Regions from separate parts of the Oryctolagus cuniculus genome. Here regions 1, 2 and 3 are each linked to region 4. The links are chromatin contacts, called in public Hi-C and Micro-C maps. All regions are on one chromosome and are shown on one strand. The core of a region is the stretch at or near the end of the contact, and the rest is flanking DNA. Distances in the headings are between cores, read along the strand shown.

What was found. A called contact is a pair of places that touch in the nucleus more often than the background predicts.
Region 1: a Micro-C map of ear pinna shows a contact between it and region 4, with 12 times the contacts expected there. The contact joins the promoter of SELENOT here to the promoter of TSC22D2 in region 4. A contact is called at or near these places in 2 of 6 Hi-C or Micro-C datasets (ear pinna and an unstated tissue).
Region 2: a Hi-C map of skin fibroblasts shows a contact between it and region 4, with 3 times the contacts expected there. The contact joins the enhancer-like site here to the promoter of TSC22D2 in region 4. A contact is called at or near these places in 3 of 6 Hi-C or Micro-C datasets (ear pinna, skin fibroblasts and an unstated tissue).
Region 3: a Hi-C map of embryonic fibroblasts shows a contact between it and region 4, with 2.1 times the contacts expected there. The contact joins the enhancer-like site here to the promoter of TSC22D2 in region 4. A contact is called at or near these places in 2 of 6 Hi-C or Micro-C datasets (ear pinna and embryonic fibroblasts).

What each region holds. Positions count from the first base shown.
Region 1 is chr4:130,774,968-130,777,831 of mOryCun1.1, reverse strand. It overlaps SELENOT (selenoprotein T), which reads left to right and starts at 1,300. Exons shown (of 6, transcript NM_001199819.1): 1 at 1,300-1,463. The coding sequence starts at 1,327.
Region 2 is chr4:131,113,928-131,116,627 of mOryCun1.1, reverse strand. No RefSeq gene overlaps it. Among named protein-coding and RNA genes, the nearest start is that of TSC22D2, 140 kb to the right of the region's middle. Within about 2 kb of position 1,392, at least 1 of the 8 cell types and tissues checked has an H3K27ac peak or open chromatin away from gene starts, as enhancers often do. A contact at or near this core is called in ear pinna, where this site is marked.
Region 3 is chr4:131,179,104-131,181,803 of mOryCun1.1, reverse strand. No RefSeq gene overlaps it. Among named protein-coding and RNA genes, the nearest start is that of TSC22D2, 210 kb to the right of the region's middle. Within about 2 kb of position 1,278, at least 1 of the 8 cell types and tissues checked has an H3K27ac peak or open chromatin away from gene starts, as enhancers often do. A contact at or near this core is called in ear pinna, where this site is marked.
Region 4 is chr4:130,970,047-130,972,807 of mOryCun1.1, reverse strand. TSC22D2 (TSC22 domain family member 2) reads left to right here and starts at 1,491. Exons shown (of 5, transcript XR_011388135.1): 1 at 1,491-2,761.

The DNA of each region.
Region 1 (2,864 bases), core at 51-2,550, 190 kb after region 4:
GTGTGGCCAGGTAGGGGCATGAGGTCATCACACAGGGGCGTGGTGGAGGCGTGGTCTTCCAGACCACAAACCTAATGGATTTAACCTGTATGCCTGCCTAGCTCACCTGGAGAGGGAAGTGGTTAAGAGGTGTTGATGAATCAAGATGGTCAAAATGCTAACTGCCAAAGGGAATCCTATTCTTGTCGATGTTTGAAACTTTTCAGACTCTCCTAAAAGTTATTTAAATTTTACTTATTTGAAAAGTGGAGACATTGTCCCATCAGCTAGTTTACTTCCCAAATGCCTGCAGCAGCCCAGGATCAACCAGGGTCTCCCACATGGGTGGCAGGAACCCAAGCACTGAGCCTTCATCAGCAGTCTCCATATCAGCAGGGAGCTGGACCAGAAGTGGACCAGGCACTCTGACGTGGGATCCGGATGTCCAAAGCGGTTACGACCACTCTGCCAAACGAGAAACCCAATTTTTTTTTTTTTTGACAGGCAGAGTGGATAGTGAGAGAGAGAGAGACAGAGAGAAAGGTCTTCCTTTTTGCCGTTGGTTCACCCTCCAATGGCCGCCGCGGCCGGCGCGCTGCAGCCGGCGCACCGCGCTGATCCGAAGCCAGGAGCCAGGTACTTATCCTGGTCTCCCATGGAGTGCAGGGCCCAAGTACTTGGGCCATCCTCCACTGCACTCCCGGGCCACAGCAGAGAGCTGGCCTGGAAGAGGGGCAACCGGGACAGAATCCGGTGCCCCGACCGGGACTAGAACCCGGTGTGCCGGCGCCGCTAGGCGGAGGATTAGCCTAGTGAGCCACGGCGCCACCCCAATAATTTATTTTTAACGTTTTTTAAAGCAGGGAGGAATCTTGTAGGATTAAAGAAAGGGCACTCCCTAAAAAGTCGACCACTTCGTTCAAAGGGCCAGAGATTGCTGTTTCTACCTCCGCCACATGGATCCGGACAGTCAAGGAGGTGTTCCTAAGTATATCAGGCAGATAAATGTCTGAATTAATAAAATTGGATCTAAAACCCAAATATTCCGGGGCAGTAAGTTAAGGGTCCTTCTGACATCCCACTAAGCTCGTTTGCCTCCTCCCCACCACCCTCTCCTCTTCCCTTCCAGAGTCTCTGCATACACCCAAGATGGTGGCGGCTTCGGACAGCGAACTAGGTCAGCTCCGCTTTCCCGAGTGTGCGCAGGCGGCAGGCCGCGCAGGCGCGTGTGCGCTTCCCTGGCCGACCTTGGCGGATCGCGCCTGCGCAGTGAGGAGCGGCGCGCGGCTGGGCTTTGAGCTGGCTGCAGTCTGTCTGAGGGCGGCCGGAGCGGCTGGCTCAATTAAGATGAGGCTTCTGCTGCTTCTCCTGGTGGCGGCGTCGGCGGTGGCCCGGAGCGAGGCCTCGGCCAACCTGGGCGGCGTGCCCAGCAAGAGATTAAAGATGCAGTACGCTACGGGGCCGCTGCTGAAGTTCCAGATTTGGTGAGTATACGCGCCGAGCCCCGGCCTCCCCGCCCCGCCTGTCTTCCGCGCAGCTCCGTACGCGAGGCCCCGGCTTCGCGGCCTAGGTGGCTGCACCTTCCTTAGCTCGGAAGAACGGCGCCAGGGCCCTTCCTTAGCCTGCCGTCTCCCCCGCGGGTCGATCAGACGCCCCTCTTTTCCTCCAGGTACAGCTGCCGACTCGTTGTCTGCCTCCTAGGATTGGGGGAGTGGGGCAGGAGGGCAGGAGAAGGTTAAACGCTGAAAGGCGAGGCCGGGGGGACGCTTGTCAGTCCGGAGGAGCTGTCGGCGCATCGCGCCATGCTGCCCCGGCTGCCTGCGGCTGGGGCGTGAGCGGGCGCTGCGTTGGCGGAGCAGCTGCAGGCGGTTGTCACTCAGGTCGCGTCTCCTGCCGCTGTCGCAGCCCGGCCGCCCGGCAGGTGAGGGGCACGGGAGCCCATGGAGTGGCCGGCGCCCGGGCTCCTGGAGCTGCGCGGCTGACTGCTGAGTGGGGGCGTGGAGAGGCAGTGTGGGGAGGCTGGCTCCCAGTTCAGCGTGAGAAAAGCAGCGCCTGGCTCCTCTCGGCTTGGACGGTTCGCTCACGGAACAGCCGGGGTTCTCTCCGGGGCTCCCTACTCCCGCTCCGCAGGAGATGCCTTGCGCTGGCACCTCTTCCTGCCTTTCCGATGTCATGGGCACTCACATAGGGAAAGAACCCGGCAGTTTTCAACGCTGTGATTTTTGTGCTCGGCTAGTAGTTAAGTGTTAGAAGCAAGGCAGGAGTGCTTTTTAAAAGGTAAGTGGGCCCGAGGAAGGTTTGAACAGCTAAGGTTAGAAAAACAACAGAAAACGAAAATTGTAAAATCGCAGACGGGAGAATCTTACACCCTAAAAGATGACATTTTCTCAGGATGGATGGTCAGATTAGTAAACCTTGAGAATCCTGGTACTTATACTCCAGTGTTGCTGTTAGCTGTAATTTATTTAAAATCAGCTTTTTTTTGTATGTTATAGTTGTAGTTTTCTTTTTTTTTAATGAATATAAATTTCCAAAGTACAGCTTATGGATTACAATGGCTTCCCCCCAATAACGTCCCTCCCACCCGCAACCCTCCCCTCTCCCACTCCCTCTCCCCTTCCATTCACATCAAGATTCATTTTCGATTCTCTTTATATACAGAAGATCAGCTTAGCATACATTAAGTAAAGATTTCAACAGTTTGCTCCCACACAGAAACATAAAGTGAAAAATACTGTTTGAGTACTAGTTATAGCATTAAATCTCAATGTACAGCACACTAAGGACAAAGATCCTACATGAGGAGTAAGTGCACAGTGACTCCTGTTGTTGACTTAACAAATTGACACTCTTGTTTATGGCATCAGTAATCACCCTAGGCTCTT
Region 2 (2,700 bases), core at 143-2,642, 140 kb before region 4:
ATTTATTTTATTTATTTGAAAGACAGAGTTACAAAGACAGAGAGACAAAGAGAGAAATCTTCCATCTGCTGGTTCACTCCCCAGATGGCTGCAATGGCGAGAGCTGGGTCCATCTGAAGCCAGGAGCCAGGAGCTTCTTCCTGGTCTCTCACATGGATGCAGGGGCTCAGGAAGTTGGGGCATCTTCCACAGCTTTCCCAGGCCATTAGCAAAGAGCTAGAGCAGAGTGGAGCAGCCAGGACGCCAACCAGTTCCCATATGGGATGCCAGCATTGCAGGCTATGGCTTTAACCTGCTGCTCCCCAGCACAGGCCCCAAATAATCTCTATTAATTAAAAACCTTAACACTACAACAAACTGAGACTGTATGAAAGTATTATATTTTAGTACCATTAACAATGTTTTCCCCCCTTCTTTTGAACAAAGGATTACTCTACATTTTTACTTTGTCATGAGACCAGAGCATTGTTTACCTCCTTGTACAAATAATAATGGCTAATGTTTATTGAGCACATACCATTGTGTTTTTATACATTATTTCATCTAAAATGCACAGCAACCATATAAAGTTGACAGTATTTTCATAGCCACTTATAAATAAGGATTTTAAAGTTTAAAGAAATTGAGTGTATTGATTAAAGTCACTTAGCTGGTAGGAGAAAGAGTCACATTTGAAACAAGAAGCTGATTCCCCAGCTCCTAACCATCACCATCCAGCTTTCTGAGACACTTCAGCTTTGCTACTGACCACCAAATATAAATCTTACTGATTGCAACACTCAGCCATTTGCCAAAAGGATCATCTTGCAATTTTCATCATCTTGGATGCAATGTGGAATATTCCCAACCAGCAGATACTTTTAACAAACCCTCAAATTCTTCACATGACACCAGCTACAAAAATGCACAAGAGTCTGAATGAATGTTATAGCCAACAGTCCTTTAGAGACCTATAAATCACCAAGGAATCCATTTTCTCTAAGAGAATACAGTCTGTATGATTGTAGGAAACAGACGTGGCCGATCTTGATCTTGAACTGAGCGGACACTCACAGGTTTGTGCATGAACAACAACAAAGGTCAAAATTAATTCCCGGCTTCTTTGGATAAGTTCTTTTTCACACTTGCTCCTCTTTTCCTTTTGACTTACTCAGCACATACCTATGGGGTTAAGCAAAGGATACCTCTTCAACTGTGCGGATACCGAGGCACAGTTGTCTATAAGACTTCAGGGCTTTCTGCTAATCCTGCAGGCCTCAGTTCTGGGGCAGAAATATATGCCTCTACTTACCAAATAAACTCAGCTCCGAGGAAGCCAGTCTCTCTCCTATCAACAACTGATCCCTAAAGGAATCTGAAATCAATGTGTGCACCAAAATGGGTTCTGTAGTTCTGCCCGGAAGCCACAGCTAGCCGAATGGCTGTGTCTGCAGTGAGGACGCCTGCCTTCGGAGCCTGGAGGAGATGTTTTTAATCCTGCTGTGCTAATGCCAGCTAGCCCATACATCTCTGCTTCTTTGGTGTATGAAAGAAACATGGGGAAATGTTATGATAAAAATCCCAATCATGCCTTCCACCATCTGTTAATAGCATGTGTTTGTGGACACGTTGCCAGGAAATATCGAGAACAAAGGAATGAGAGGCCCTCATTCCAGAGAAATGGCTCTCAGCTCCCACTGTGGCTCCCTGGTTTGGTTACAGATGTGTCAGCGTTCTCGGCGCCCAGCCCCATCTGGCACAGAAGACCGTGGCCTTGGGAAAGCCTTACCCAGGTCCTTTGGGAAGATGGGCTCAATGGAATGAAGCTTTTTTTTTTTTTTCCTTATAATGTCTCAAAACCCATGTGAAACACATAGAGAGAACCAACCAGCTTGCACTCACATATGAATCTAAGACTGACTGACAAACTTGTTGAAAAACGACAAAGCTCTTTGAAGAAAGCTATGCACGTGGACTGTCTTACATTTGATACAAATATTTAAAATGTAACTTTAATTACATTTAAATGTGCGAGCTGAAACTACTATTGTGCCTTATCACATCAGGGGATTTTTCTCCAGATAGCTGAGAATGAGTATAGCAGACATGAAACAATCGTAGAAATAAGCAAAAATTTTGTATAAATAATTAGACCCCACATACAAAGCAATTTACTGAGCCATGAGTTTCCCCACTCTATGTTAGTATCGGTGTCAACAATGAATGAAAATCTGCACTTAAGGAAACAAATTAAAGCTCATTTGAAAGTTAAAAAAAACCAATGAATGAAAATCCTACAGTATTTATAAGATTTGTCTATTTTATAATGTACTCCTGGAAAAGAATCTACACTTCTAAGGGACATGTCTTAGGCAGTACAAGATGAAACCCACTGAATTTCAGAAAACTGCTAGTCCGTGCTAGAAGACCCCTGATTATCTCATCACAACACACAATCAGGGGTTTTGTCACACAGACTACACCAGAAATTCACTGGGAGAAGTTAGAAATGTATCTGCGAGGTGTATTTTATACCTGTATCTTTAAAATAAGATCAAACTCCTAGAACCCTTTTTTTGTGCCCAAATATCCCGTGGACAATTCCTTTGAGTTTTTTTTTTTATTAGAAGAAAGCTTTCTTCTTCAGCAAATGTTCCTCCACCCAAACCTACCAGCACTGCTTTCCTGTGGCAGGTGAGCTGCCTGGGGACCACGGGAGGC
Region 3 (2,700 bases), core at 29-2,528, 210 kb before region 4:
TTGCTCCAGTTACCAACGTGTTGAGAAAGGTCCTGAGGTTTCTCCAGGCATACAGAGGGGAAAGATGCAGTGATTGATTGCTGATGTCTGCTGTGCTAAGGGGGTGTAGCTGTAATTATGCAGCGTGCAGCCTAACTGGTGCCGATGGCCTCCTTGCCGTGAGATCCAGACGAGAAAACATCTTGAACATCCCTTCCACATCCTCACGCTGTGCTGAGCAGAAAGCGGAGCCCTTAGCTCCTGGAATTATTTTGCTAAATGACTGATTTATATTGATGAACAAGGAACACGAAACACAACATGACGTTGTATGAAGCTGCCTGGGATGCCAAGAAACATCATAACACCATTGATGAGCGGGAATCTACTCAGTCATTTGTTTGATCACGGAAAATGGGATTGCTGTGCTTCCTTCCTGTGTGTCAGTGTCATAAAGTCTGACCTGGTGACTTCTGCTCGGGAACACTTCTCCCAGATCTGATGCTTTGTTTCCTCTGCAGGACCTGGTGGGGGTGGAGGAGCCCAGTCCCGTCTCAGCATCAGCAAGGGCCTGGACGCTCACACAGCTGTTTCTAAGCCGCTCTCCCCAGTGGCACCTCCAGCAGGCAGACTCCATTCTCCTTATTCCTTGTTTGCAGATGAAGAAACTGGGACCCCAAGAAGCCAAGGGACCTACCCAGAATCCTGTCCTCAGTTCCGGGGCTTTCTATCACAGGACATGGCTGTCCAGCGTTCTGCTTGCTTACATCAGGGTCTCCTAAAAATAAAACAACTCTTCCATGACATGTCTCATCTTCTGGTCCTTTCTCTCGGTTTAGCAGAATTTAAGGAATCTGCTTACCCACTTGCACTTTGTCTTCTGCCAGCCCAGACAATTTCAATTAATGGACTCCCAACTACAAGCTTCCAGCCACAGCTCAGCAGGGATCCTGGCTGCACTGGTTTTGTTTTTGTTTTGAGATGTTATGAAATAGGCAAGTTGTCTTACATTTAAGCATTGACCAGTCCGGAAAGGCTGTTATTTGCTTCCAATTAAAATACACAGGAAAGAAGATGGATGGGTTTAGGGGATTGCCTTAAACTAAATGATTAAGTTCCCTGAGTCATTTGTGGTTCCTAGTGGTCTTGTCAAACCAGTGGTTGAGACCTCGACCCTACATTTTACCCAGCTCTTAGTCCAATTCTCTGACCTCTCTTCATCATACCACAGCCCTGGGCTCTGTCTATAGGAATAAAAAGCATTCCTTTGTTTCCTTCAGTCTCATACATTTATTTGTCCACTAACCATGTGCCAGTCATTCTAACAGACAAGTTGAAGGTAAAGGGTAATCCTAATTTAATAAGGAGAACCATACAGAGTACGTAATTGTTAACCCAGGGGATATTTCCTAGGGAAAGAGCACAATAAAGCAATGGGGGAGGGATGAGGAGAGAAGGTTTTTAAAGATTTCTTTTTATTTATTTGAAAGTCAGAGTGTCAGAGAGATCTTATATCCACTGATTCACTCCCCCAAAAGGCCACAATGACCAAAAGCTGGGCCAGGCTGAAGTCAGGAGCCCAGAACTCCATCTGGGTCACCCCACATGAATGGCAGGGGTCCAAGGACTTGGGCCATTTTCTGCTTCTTTCCCATTGGCAGGGAGCTGGGTCAGAAGGCGAACAGCTGGAACTCCAACTATTGCTCCAATATGGAATGCCGCTGTCATAGGCTACAACTTAACCCACTGCACCACAAACACGGGCCCCATGAGGGAAACACTTGAGGCAGAAAAGAACTCCCTTGAAAGATAAGCAGGCAAAAGAGTGGGCTCAGATCTGGGGAAGGGAACGTCAGTGATGGTGCATCTAGAGATGGGAGAACCAAGCTGGAAAGCTAAGCAAGTCAAGTCACAGACAACCTTGTGTGTGTGCTACAAATTGGGACCTGCAGCCTGAGAGCCAGCAGTCACTTGATTATTAATTTTGTCCTGCTTGCTTTGGCTGTTTCATAGACAGTAGAGTTGAGAGAAACAAGAGTACAAGAGGGAAGCCAGTGTATTCTAGGGGAAAAATTCTGGTAGCTAGCCTGAGTCATGGTCGAGGTCGGGGGAGGGGGAGAAAGAATTCAAGAGTCTCCAGCTCAAGAGGTGGGCACTGTGGCCCAGCAGGCTGAGCGGCTGCTTGCCATGTCCATAACCCATGTCAGAGTGCACAGGTTCCAGCCCCAGGTTCCCTGCTTCGGATTCAGCTTCCTCTCAATGCATCCTGGGAGGCAGCACATGATGGCTCAAGTGCTTGGGCCTCTGCAACCCCAGTGGGAGACTCAGATGCAATTCCAGACCAGCCCAGGCTGTTGCTGGCATTTGGAGAGAGAGCCAGCAGATGAAAGCTCTGTGTGTGTGCGTATGTGTTTGTGTGTGTTTGTATCTTTCTCTCTCTCACTCTGCCTTTCAAGTAGATGAAAATAAACAAACAACATTAAATATAATAGCTAGAGGAAGTTGGAATATAAAAAAAAATGTCCAGGTTAGAATGCCAGTGTGGCAGGCAGTTCTTGCTTAGGTCCCCTCATTGGGTTATCATTTTGCAGGCTCTGAGCTGCTCTACTTAGTGCTGAGTTGCTGGTACTAAGCATAGAGAAGCTCCATGCTGACAAGACACTGGCTGGTTAAGTGCAGGGAGTCTGCAGGAGGGTTCCTCTCAGCGCCTCAAGTCCAGGA
Region 4 (2,761 bases), core at 242-2,741:
CAGATAAGAAGTGTGTCTACTCCTCAAAGATTTAAGAACTGAGTAAAACGACATACAACATACTGATTTATGGAAGTCATCAAGATGTGATTACTAAAGCTGCAACAGATAGGAAATCTTGATTTCCAGTAAGACTTCTTAGATTCTACCTAAATGATAACTTGCTTTAGTACATCAGAGTTCGAGAGCCACTACTCCTACTTTTTTTAATTGTTTGAAATTATGCCCTTCAGGGCCAATGCTGTGGCACAGCAGGTTAAAGCCCCGGCCTGCAGCGCCAACATCCCATAAGGGCACCGGTTTGAGTCCTGGCTGCTCCACTTCCAATCCAGCTCCCTGCTAATGTGCCTTGGAAAGCAACAGAGGTGGCCCAAGGACTTGGACCCTTGCACCACGTGGGAGACCTGGAAGAAGCTCCTGGCTCCTCACTTTGGATAGGCTCAGCTGGGCCATTGAAGGCATTTGGAAAGTGAGCCAGTGGATGAAAGATCTCTGCCTCTACCTCTCTCTGTAACTTTCTTTTTCAAATAAATAAATATTTTTTTAAAGAAAAATGAATGGTATTACCATTTGCCTTTGCTGGGAAGTAACCACAAAATGATAAAGTCACCAGCACTTTCACAGCTATTCTTTGCACCAGTTCAGGAAAGGGTGCTTTCTGACCTGTTACGGTTGTTCATGGTCCAACCAAAACCATGAACACCCTGGCTCCAACTAGCAGCTTTAGAATAAACAAAAGAAAGAACTAGATCTATGTAATACAGTAGGTTCCACATTTGTGGAGTCACTAGGCTGATTTCGTGCTGAAAGTGAAAACAGTCTCCAGAGTTGAAATGAACTCTGCCAGCCTGGAATCACAGCAAATTCAGGAAAATCAGGAATATGTTAGCAACCCCTAATCTTTTTTTAAACTGACTTCACCCTGGGCAAGTAACCCTCCCCTGATGCCATTGTTGGAGACAGAATTTCTGGCTGCAGGATCATTTTTCTGACTCAATCTGGCTTGCTTTACTTCGTTAATCATCCTGATTCCTCTCAACATTTCACTTCTCTTACTGTAGGACTCAACCTTTATTTTCAAGACTTTTTAAGTGATTTGGTTCCTCCCGCGGTATCCCTCTTTATCCCATTTAATTCTCCCCTCCAAGGTCCCCACGGCTATCGCCCTCATTTCACCAAGATTTTGCTAAACATTAGACACAGCACATGACCTCCAGCCTTCCAGTGTCTCAGAACAAACCGATGTACTAACATCAGATTAGCGAAGTCGCAAGCTTCTCTCGGCTTAGAATTAAAAACTGTTTTTAGCTCTTCATCGCTTAAAGAGCCAGCGAAAATTTTAAATTAAAAATATTTTAAAGAAAGAAACCGCTCCCCTTTTTTTTTAACCTTTAGCTCCGCCCATCCACCCCCAGCCTCCACGCGAAACTGCAGGAAACCGGAGGGGGCGGGGCGGTGACGTCACGACGCCGGTGCGTCACGGAGCGGCGCCGGCTGCGGCGCTGGCGGTAGCTGCGGCAGCGGCGGCATTTTAGTCGGCAGCGGCGGCGGCAGCGGGGCTGCTGCTCCTCCCAGCATCCCTGGCGCGGCCATTTCAGCCCCATCTTGGCCGAGGGGAGGGCGCTGCAGCCGCCGCTTCAGCAGTTTGAATTTCAGTTTCTCCAGGATTTACGAACCGGAGCACCGAGGAGGAGCCGAAGAGGCCACCACCGCTACCTCCCATCGTCGGAGCGCCTCCGCTCGCCGGCCAGCCGTCTGCCGCCGCCGCCGCCCCTCACTCTCCGGAGAGCCGCGAGGGGAGGCCGAGACCGCCGCCGCCGCCGCCGCCCGCGGGGGTGGCTCCCCCTGGGAGGGGAGGCCCGAGCCGGCCTTCCCTTCCCCCGGAGCGGGTTTCCGCCTGAAGACAGTCACCATGTCCCTGGGGCTGAGCTCCGGCTAGAGCCGGGGAGGGAGGGCCGCCCGCCCGGAGACCTTCAGCCAGCCCTGGCCCGCGGGCTCCCAGCTGAATCGGGAACCTCCGGCCTCGCCACTCCTCCCGTTCTTCCCTCCGAGCTGCTGCCGGCCGCGTCCTGAGGAGCCCGAGCGGGGCAGCGCCGCCCCTCACGCCGCCGCCGCCGCCGCCGCCGCCTCCTGCTCCTCCACCACCACCACCTCCTCCTTCTCCTCCTCCTCCTCCTCCTCCTCCTCCTCCTCCTCCCCTTCGCCCTCCCACTCCCACCCCCAGCCCAGGCCTGCTGACCGTGCCGAGCGCCGAGCTGGACTGCCCACGGCGGCCCGGAGACGAGGGAGGAAGCCGCCAGCGCGCCCCTGGGATCCCTCTCTTGCTGCGGCGGAGGGGGTTGAATTGAGGCGCCGCCGCACGAGTGCGACCGGGGGGCCGAGCCGCGGAGATCGACCCCGACAAGGCAGCGGGCAGGAGGATGTCTGAGCGAGCGTCCGGCGCCCGCATCAGCCCGTGACTCCTCAGCTGCGGGCCGCCCACCCCAGCGCGGACTCGGACTTTGTCTTTGGGGGCCCCCTTGTGCGCTGCCCTTCGCCGTTTCCGGCAGGATCCCCGAGGAGCCGGCGTGCCCGTGTGTCCTCCAGCCTTCCTCACCATGTCCAAGATGCCGGCCAAGAAGAAGAGCTGCTTCCAGATCACCAGTGTCACCACGGCCCAGGTGGCCAGTAGCATCACCGAGGACACCGAGAGCCTGGACGACCCGGACGAGTCGCGCACAGAGGACGTCTCCTCCGAGATATTCGACGTTTCCCGGGCCAC